Regions from separate parts of the Canis lupus genome. Here region 1 is linked to region 2. The links are chromatin contacts, called in public Hi-C maps. All regions are on one chromosome and are shown on one strand. Each heading gives the region's core, a stretch centred on a gene start, on an enhancer-like site or on the middle of the called end of the contact. The rest is flanking DNA. Distances are from core to core; before and after follow the strand shown. Region 1 holds the start of PLK2 (serine/threonine-protein kinase PLK2). Region 2 overlaps LOC106557902 (a long non-coding RNA gene).

What was found. Hi-C and Micro-C count contacts between places; a contact is called where the count stands out from the background.
Region 1: a contact with region 2 is called in a Hi-C map of skin fibroblasts, with 3 times the contacts expected there. The contact joins the promoter of PLK2 here to the enhancer-like site in region 2. A contact is called at or near these places in 4 of 9 Hi-C or Micro-C datasets (amygdala, liver, skin fibroblasts and 1 more).

What each region holds. Positions count from the first base shown.
Region 1 is chr2:44,545,227-44,550,449 of UU_Cfam_GSD_1.0, reverse strand. It overlaps PLK2 (serine/threonine-protein kinase PLK2), which reads left to right and starts at 3,577. Exons shown (of 14, transcript XM_038530642.1): 1 at 3,577-3,864; 2 at 4,308-4,415; 3 at 4,561-4,677; 4 at 4,879-5,008. The coding sequence starts at 3,592.
Region 2 is chr2:43,973,226-43,977,799 of UU_Cfam_GSD_1.0, reverse strand. All of the region lies in intron 2 of LOC106557902 (a long non-coding RNA gene), which reads right to left. Among named protein-coding and RNA genes, the nearest start is that of ACTBL2, 280 kb to the right of the region's middle. Within about 2 kb of position 2,504, at least 4 of the 20 cell types and tissues checked have an H3K27ac peak or open chromatin away from gene starts, as enhancers often do.

The DNA of each region.
Region 1 (5,223 bases), core at 2,328-4,827, 570 kb before region 2:
AAAATGAAACCAGAATGAGATATTGCATCGTACCTTTTAGAATGTCTGCTTTCAGAAAGATGAAAGCCACCAAATGCAGGCCAGCATTTGGGGAAAAGGAAACCTTGTGCACTCTTGAGGGAAATGTAGATACAGTTTATGTATAAAACATGATGGAGGTTCCTCAAGAAATTACTAATAGAAGTATAACATGACCCAGCAATCCCACTTCTGGGTATATATCCAAAGGAAACAAAATCATAACTACAGACGTACTGGTACTGCCATGCTCTGCAGCATGGTTCACCATAGCCAAGGAACACCTTAAGTCTCCATCAATGGAGAAAGGAGAATGGATAAAGAAAATGTAACCTGACATACACAAAATGGAATAGTATTCAGTGATAAAAAAAATAAAAAGGATATCCTGCCATTTGTGACAACATGGATGGACCCTGAGGCCATTCTCCTAAGTGAAACGAGTCAGAAAGAGAAACACAAACACTGTATGTTCTTACTTATATCTGGAAACAAAAAAACTGAACTCATAGCAGAGACCAGAATGGTGGCTGGGAGATGTGGGGGCCAGCAGCACAAAATGGGTGAAGGAGGTCAAAAGGTACAAACTTTCTGTTAACAAGATTAAATAAGTCTTGGGGGTGTAATGTACAGCATGGTAACTAGAGTTAATAATATTATTCATATATCTGAAAGTTGTTAAGAAGGTAGATCTTAAAATTCCTCATCAAAAGAAAAAAAATCTAATGATTTGAAGTGATGGCAACTTACCGTGTTAACCATCCCATGGTATTTACATGTGTCAAATCAACATGTTGTACACCTGAAATGAATACAGTGTTACATCTCAATCATATCTTGATTTCCAAAAAAATCTTTTATTACCCGATACTCAGAAAATTGACTGCCTATATTTGCTAATATTATCTTGTCTTATTCTTGAATTTAAGTCCTTCCCCCATCTGGAGTAGACTGTCTGTATACAGTGTGTGTTACCGCCTGAGCCACATCCTCCCAAAATTCATGTGTTGAAGCCCTAACCCTTAGAACACGACTGTACTTGGGACGTCAGGACACAGGAGACAGGTCTCAGGAGAAACCAAGCCTGCCCACACCTTGAGCTTAGACTTCCGGACTCCGGAACTGTGAGAAAAATTTCTGTCATTGGAGCCCCTAATCTGTGGAATTTTGCTCCGGCAGCCCTGGAAAAGTCATCCAGTGTGAGAGAGGGATTTTGCTTCGTTTTGCTATGGAAAAGCCACCGGATTCTAGTTCTCTTTACTGAACGGTCCCCTGCTTTGCTCACGGACGTCAGGACTCTTTGGTCATATATCAAAGTCCCATATACTGTGGGCCCACTTCCAGACACCGTACTTCTTGCATCTGATCAGTCTATCCCTGAGAGGGCTCTGTTTGCTTACCCTCGGCAGCTTCACTACAAGTCCTGACAGCTGGTGGAGAAAGGCCTTCCACCTTTGCTTAATCTTTGAAGGGACTTTGCTATTTTTGATCCCTTCCACTGTCCTATAAAGCTTGGAATCAGCTTGCCGGGTGTCACCAGACATCACCCTGGGGTTTTCACAGCTATAGAGCTACAGAGAAACACTATTTTGTAATTAAAGAATGCTCTCCGTGGGAAAGGACACGTCTTCCTTCCCTTTTGGCGAGGTGGCCTGCGATTCTGGTTCTGTCCGCCTGAGGGCACCACAAACCGAAAAATGCGATCCCGACAGTGGGCCTGAGGCGCTCCGCGCACGCCCGCCCGCGCGGCACACGGTGGTCCTCCGCGTGGTCCACACCGGACTGTTCGGGAGCGTAGACCCGGATTTCATGCGGAACGTCCGCGGTCGACCGAATGCTGAGGTCCATTTGGCAAAGATCCGTACGCCGGTGTGCAGTAACCAAAGAACTGAAGTAAGGATGAGAAACGTCCCGAGCATCTGTTCTTCGCGGCCCTCTTCGCCGAGAAGGCCGTCAGCGGAGAGTGGAGCAAGTTCCTCACCGACCCCTGAAGTAAAGGGACGGCGTGGGACGGCTCTGGACGTGCAGGCGGGCTTCTCCAGGCAGCAGGCCTGCTCCAGGCTGGCGAACGGGTCTGCGTGCATCTGGGGAGCAGAGGGCACCCCTGGGCTCATGGCTACAGGGTGGATGGTGTGAATGTTCGTCCCCACCCCCACCCCCACGCCCCCTCCGGCCCCGTCACCCTGGGAGCAAAGTCTACTTTCACTTGGGAGAAACAGGCCTGGGCTCGCCCTCACCTGCTGCAAGCGCCCCGGGCCTTTCCCTGTCGACCGGGGAATGGCAGCGACGCCCCCCGTGCCCTAGGGGGCGAGCGTAGGGCGCGGAAGGTCGGCCGCGGCTCCCTTCAGGGACGGGGGACGGGCGCGGACCTCCAGGGCGCGCAGGACTGAGGGGCCCTTCCTCCGAGCGCCCCCCGGGGGCTCCCGCGAGCCGCGCGTGCACACACTGACCGGCATCTAGGAGCACGGAGGGTCTGCTGCGTCTCATTAGCCGAGGCGCGGCTCCCGCTCGTTGGCAGAGCCCGAGGGCGTGCGGACACCCGCACCGAGGCCCGTGCCGAGCCCGGCTCCTACCTGCACGGGCGGAAGCGCAGCCCGTCCCAGGCGGGACGCTGTAGGGTGACAGGAGGCACCTCGGGCCCCGGGCGCGGTGCCCCTCACGCAAGGGTGAGCAGGACAAGAAGGTGTCCCCGGGTCAGCAAAAGCGAGCAGTCGGATCTGGGGCTCGGAGCAGCTCGCGGTGCCCCGCGGGGACAGGGCCTTGCACGCCCGCCGTCCCTCCCCGGCCCCGGGCGCCGCGTGGGCTCCGAGCCGCGCGCAGGACGCCCGGGGGGAGAGGCCCCCTGCCGCCTCCGGTCAGGGCAGGCCCGCTCGCCGCGGCGCCCGCACTTCTGGAACCTCCCGCGAGGGGACGCCCGCGCGCCCCAGTGCAGGGCGCCCCGAGGGGCAGTTCCGCGGGCGCCCCCTCCGCGGTCACCGCCTGCCCTCCCGCGGGGAAGGGTCCCCGCGACCGCAGGCCCGGGCCCGCCGCTGCTCGCGACGCCGCCCCGAGAGGCCCGGCCTTTCGCGGGGAGCCCGGCCCGCGGGGCCGCAACTGGGCGCGAGGCGGCGGGGCGCGACCCCGCAGCGACCCCCCGACGGCCCGGGGAGGCCTCGCGCGCATGCGCCGCGGACCCCGGACGCAGCGCCCCCGACTGGCGGCGCCAGGGAGCGGGCCGGGGTCGAGGGGACCCGCGTCCGCCGGGCGCTCTCCTCGCCGCGGGGGGAGCGCGGGCGGGGGCCGCCCGCGGCGGCGAGCGCTCCCCGAGGCCGGCCCGTCGGGGCCCGCACGCCGGCGGCAGCGGGAAGCCCGCGGCGGCTCCCGACCTCGCGGCGGCCCGGCGCGCGCTTCGGCGGCCGGGGGGCGGGGCGTCTCCCGTGACGTCACATCGCGTCCGGAGTCTCCGCCCCCCCCGGCGGCCCGTATATAAGCCTCGGCCGGGCGGCCGCACTCTCACAAGTGGACGCGGACGGCGCGGGCGCGGGCGCGGGCAGGGGCAGTCGGCGGGGCTCGAGGGCCGGGCGGCGGGCGGCGATGGAGCTCTTGCGGACTATCACGTACCAGCCGGCCGCCGGCACCAAGATGTGCGAGCAGGCGCTGGGCAAGGCTTGCGGCGGGGACTCCAAGAAGAAGCGGCCGCCGCAGCCCCCCGAGGAGCCGCCGCCGCCGCCGCAGCCCGCGGGCCAGGGGCCGCCGGCGGCGCCGCACCACCACCACCACCACGCGCACTCGGGCGCCGAGGTCTCGCGGATTATCGTGGACCCCACGACGGGGAAGCGCTACTGCCGGGGCAAAGTGCTGGGCAAGGTGACGAGCGGCGGGCGGCGCGGCCGGGCACCCCCGTCCGGGGGGCGGGCGGGCGGGCGGCGGGTGCGGGCGGGACCCGGGCGCTCGGCGCCCTGCGCTGCCCTCTGGGCCCGCGAGCCCGCAGCGCGGCTCCCCGCGCCGCCCCCACCTGCGCCCCGCGGCTTTCTTTTTCTTTTTTTCTTTCTGACATTTATTTTTGATTCCCCCCCTCCCCAAAGCTTTGTAAAGGGAGAAGGCATGCTCTTCCCTTCCCGAAGGAGCTTTCAAAAAAAGTACAGCGCATGCGACTGTCCACCCTTCCTTCCCCGTAATTTTGCTTTTCCCCTCTCATTTTTAGGTATTTTTTAAGAAATGCGTGCTGTCCTTTTTTTTTTTTTTTTTTCTTGTTTTTTCTTTTTTTCCCCCTGCCCCACTCAATGCTCTCTCTCTCGGCTTTGTTTCAGGGTGGCTTTGCCAAATGTTACGAGATGACAGATTTGACAAACAACAAAGTGTATGCTGCAAAAATCATTCCTCACAGCAGAGTAGCTAAACCTCATCAAAGGGAAAAGGTGTGTATGACTGTTGAGTAAAGTATTTTCTTTGTGCGCAGGGATGGCCCTTCCCTCTTAAGAAAATGTCTTCTGCATGTGTAAGCAACTGGCTCTTGAAAGGTGACAGAAGGCTTATAAGTCTTGTCTCGCCCTTTTCTTTCAGATCGACAAAGAAATAGAGCTTCACAGAATCCTCCATCATAAGCACGTAGTGCAATTTTACCACTACTTTGAGGACAAAGAAAACATTTACATTCTCTTGGAATACTGCAGTAGAAGGGTGAGCTTTAACTCCTCTTGGAGTTCATTTACTTCCCCCAAACTGGAGCGGGCTTCACACTGCATTTTATCTGGGATTTTAGCTGCGGTGGGAATTATGATATCGTAGTGTTCCCTATCATCACTCAACCTGCAAAAGGAAACTACTGATTTTGATGACTTTGTTTGACAGATTCTCTTTTTCTCCTTCTCCTCCTCCTAGTCCATGGCTCATATCTTGAAAGCAAGGAAGGTGTTGACAGAGCCAGAAGTCCGATACTACCTCAGGCAGATTGTGTCTGGACTGAAGTACCTTCATGAACAAGAAATCTTACACCGAGATCTCAAACTAGGTAAGCCCTATGTTCCAAACACTGAACTTCTGCATCAGGGAGAGGTGTTCTTTTCTTCTCCGTCTCCCTTGTTACGCATTAATGTTCTTAATTGGGATCTAGCCTATGTAATCTTTCTTTTTAATCTGTGACTTTAACAGTAAACAACTGGCTGCCTGCCTCCAAAGAGGATGTGTGTGTGTATTTGGTTAGAACGTCTTTTCAAGGGGATTCAG
Region 2 (4,574 bases), core at 1,255-3,754:
TAATAATCCTGAGAGAGAGCACCATCAACCCGCTAGGACACTGTTTTACTTCCTTGTGAATTAGCAATAAAAACAAGTTACCCCAAAAAACTTATTGTTTGAGGATTGACTCTTCCACATATTCAAAAAAAAAAAAAGTTAAGAAACTACAGAGTCAGCAATGTAGACTTTTAGGGGTGAGGGGTTGCGGGCGGGGAAAGGAGAGAAAGAAAGCAAGCTCCACCTAGAACAAATAGGTTTCCTACAGCGCTGTGAGGTTCCTTATCTAGAGGAAGCTTTTGTTTACTTGTCAATCAAGGCCAGCAGATCTTCTGAGGACTGGCCACACCTTGGGCTGGGGAATGCTCAGGAAGGAATGTGGAAAGCTGAGGGGAGAGGCTGTTTCCTGATGGCTCAGCTACTGGCAAGTGTTTGGACCCTGGGAAAGTCGCCATGTAGGAATTCCTCTCTGAGGAGAGGAGCGGGAGCAGCAGGAACAACGCTATGATCCCCTGGTGGTGACTCCCAGTCACAGGGCTTGAGCAACACAGGCCAACCGCAGGGAGCTGTGCCTCAACCCATCCTGGGCTCTCAGCTGCCTGTTGTCCACCACCCTGGTCCAGTACCACAGCCAACATGCAGCACCGTTCTCCAAGCAAGTTCTCTCTCAGGAAGACCATGAGCTTCACACAAGGTGGAAGTTTAGGGATGGGAGTAACTAAGAAAAGTCCAACTGGGATTTCCAACTTGCCAACTTCTCAGATGGCAGTTCTTTCAGATGAAAGATATGCTTGGACAAGACAAGTGATACCTTCGTGGGCAGTTCCTGATTTCTTCTGCAGAGATCTAAGTAGTTGGGACAGTGTCCTCCCACATAAGACAACTCAGAAATTATATAACAGCTAATTACAGGACCGCTTCCCCTGCTTCTCACCTCCCTGTGCCCGTGTTCTTTGAGCACAGCGAGCTGGGGAGACACATGGCGACTCCTCCCTGGCCAGGGCACCACTGAATGGAACATTCCTTTAATGGAAGCTCAAAGAGCTCATTTCTAAAACTGGTTTTCTCCATTTAGAAGTTTCTTCTCTGACGTCTAAAATTAAGCCATCCATGAGGAAGCATTTAACCATTCTAAGAGTTTCCTCCAGTTAGATCAAGAGAGCCAAAGTCAACCAAGAAAAATCAATATAAAATGTGCTATTCAAAACAAGATTTCCTATTTCTTAAGAGCCTAGCTGGAGAACAGCTGTTCTGATCATTTATTTGCCTTATTTTCTTCCACTCAGACATAAGCGGGACACTTAGCTTTCCCTAGGCATTTTGGAAACCTCCACGGCCTTCAACTCTGGTGCATTGGTGACCTCTAGAGGACATAATTTTGGTCGCGGTTCAATGTTAAGATTGAAAATCCATTGTTCGGGAAAGATGAATACATTATTAATTTTATAGCTGCAAAATAGGTTTTAGTCCACACAGCACAAGAGACTAAGAAGTTGTCTTCTTCCAGATAAAAACTCCAACATGTCAAATGATCCATTTTCCTGAGAGGAGTTTGTTGTTCATGAAAACCTCAGAAAAGATGGATTTGTTTTCTCGTTTTAGAGTTCATTTTCCTAAGATGGATTGGTTCTCTCTTTGTTTTAGAGTTCATTTTCCTAAGGACTCCCAACTCGGCTGAAATACTAGAGACTAGCCTAAGCGGGTGTCTTCAGCTCTTTTTTGTCTGCTCCCCATGCCTTTATGAACTACCCAGTTCAAAAAAGCATTCAAAGATCTTTGTTCTGTTCTTAAATACCTCTCAGCCCACAGGACTCAGCCCTTCCCAGAGTTCAGTGAACTCATTCACCACATGCCCCTCAATGACAGAGCTTCTCAGCCAGGTGAGGGCTCAGGGACATTCTCAAGCTCACAGAGGTTGGGTTGAGGCTAAATAATAAATAAATAAATAAATAAATAGATAGATAGATAGATAAATAAATAAATAAATGGCAATGGGGTTCTCCTTACCATTAGGGTTACCCTGAGGCCCTGGGATGGAGCTGCCTTTCTCAGCTCACTCACAGCCAGGAGCCTTGAATCACATCCTCTCTCGGAAGTGACAGAAATCAGCCTAATTGACGCAGGACCACTTAGGACCAGATCATAGGATCATGGGGGAAAAAAGTATTTAAAACCATCTGCATTCCAGGCACTTTGTCAAGGGCCTCTGTGTCCTCTCATGTTCACAACAGCCCTGCAAGGTAAATGTTCCCCTCCACAGTTCTCTGCACAGAAACTGAAACCCGGGCAGCTCGGGCTGACGAAACCACAAATGTCACTGGAAGTTGGCTTATGTGTGTGTAATTCCCACTCCATCACAAGGCTTCTAACTGCATCCAAAGTTAGAACCGAAAAAGCCAGTGGCACTCAGAGTTCAGGATGTTCACCCTACAAATCAAGAGGCAGGAAGTCCAATGACAGCCTGAGGCCAAACACTTCAGTGGCAAAGCTGGAGCTAACAGCAAGTCTTTGCATGGCCGGGCGTGTTGGGCCCCTACACACAGTCCACAACCACTGCCTTCTTGCCTTTGCAGGACCCAGAGAGGGTCACTAATACTGTCAACAGAAATACCAGGAACTACTTCTGTAGCCTGCCTTCTCCCGGTGGCCTGGTTTCCACAGCAAGGAGATCTATCTGAGACCCTCAAGGAACCCTGTGAGGCTCCCACCTCTGACCCTGAGGCTTTCCTCACCAATTTCTCTTCAAGGGTGGGTGTCCTTCCTGACACCCATACCGGGGAGAACGTTGGACTCTCCGGGCAGAAGCACACATCCATTAAAAGAAGAAAGAAGAGGAGCAGGCCTGAAAACCCAAGATTAGAAGGATGAGGATGGAACTTGGATCAGCAGAAGGCATTTCTAGAACTGGAAATTTTATTCTTCTCTAAGCAACCACTTAGCATGTGACTTCTGGAAAACCCCATTAATTTTTCAGCAAGGCAGTTTCCACCTCAATATCATGTGTAGTTCTGTAAAAAAAAAAAAAAAAGAAAAAGAAAAAGATATTCTTATCCCATTGAGCTGTATAAATAAATGATAAAACCATGGTATAGCATGGTATAAAGAATAAAGGAGAGCAGGCTGGATCACCAAGCTGTACAATCCATTGATTACACAACAATGGGGATTTAAACAATTTTTGCTTCTAGGCCTTCTTTCTCCTGCCCAGTTCTGGTCCCATCCCTCAACTTAACACTTCCTCAGAAAGGTCCCAGCTCCTTCAAAACTCTTGTCGGTGAAAGCTGATAGCATCTCTAACCAAGATTTGTTAAGTCAAGAGGCTACAGCAAGTGACAAAGCAGTGGCTGGGGGATTGTGTGGGAGTTTCACTGATCTCTGTTAGCAATGTCCCCCCACTGTGGCTGTTGACTGTTTTCAGTGACTCATCTTTGCAGTAAAAAGAAGAGGTTTCTGGGAACCACCCAGATCTTCAAGGCTATTTGTAAAAAAGTGACAAGCCTCCCTCATTAGGAATCAGGGGTGGAGGCGGGGAGGGGGCTTCCTCTCAAGCCTAAGGAACTTGACAAGTTAAATCTTATTAGTTTGGCCGGTAGCAATCATTCCAGAGAGTAGGTCAGGAAAAGTCCCATGTCAGTTGGCCAGTGAGCCGGAGCTCAGTGATGCTTTGGGGAAGTACAGGAAGACCATCACGCTCCATGGGGGGTTGCCCCACTGCAGGACCGTGAGGCTGTAGTATGGATACAGCTAAAGACTTCAGCTGCTTGAAAACTTTCCTCTGAGTTTTCACATCTGATCTGCCCTGTTCCAATCTCAAGGCCAGTTGTCCAATGGTCACTAGCACAGGCACTAATTAGAAAAGCCCTTTCAACCTTCTCCTCCATCTTTTTGCCATAATGGAGCCATTCATAACAGAACTACAGCAGGGGTCCTAGCAAGCAGGAAACTGCAGACTTTTTCCTGAGGAACCTGTGCTGTTCACCTTCTCCTAGTTCCTACCCCAGGAAGGATGGTTAATATAGCGTTATGAGGGGTTTTTCAAATTCAGCTATTATTTCTGTAGTGGCCACTTACTGATGTACTTCGAGGGCTGAGCAGAGTTCTGCAGCAAGGAAGATGCCCTGGCACCTTCAAATCTCCCAGGCCATACCATAAAGCAAATCCCCCCATCCCCCCCACCCCTTCTCACTAAGCAGATGCCTCATCACAATTAGAAGCACCGGCAAAGAGCTTTCAGCTGAGAAGTGCTTCAGGCAGTAAAATTGAGAAGAAGCACTTAAAAGTTTGAGATAATTGTCTGGATAAATGTAAGAAGCAAAATTTAATACTGAGCAAACATTCTCAGCAGGCTGCGAAGGCCAAACAGGTCTTCCTAGTATGACAAAAAAAAAAAAAAAAAAAAAAACAGTAAAGAGAGATGAAACAAAGATCTGATTTACAGATAAAATACTGCTTTTCTATGTCTAAGAATATGGAACTGGGGGATTTTTAGTCCAGTTACAGATTGCTAGGGTCCTAGAGAAGAGAAAAGAGAGAATGAGTCACCAGAGAGCAAGCACAGTGACATCCAGGCTGATGGAGTTTCAGCTGGGAGAGGT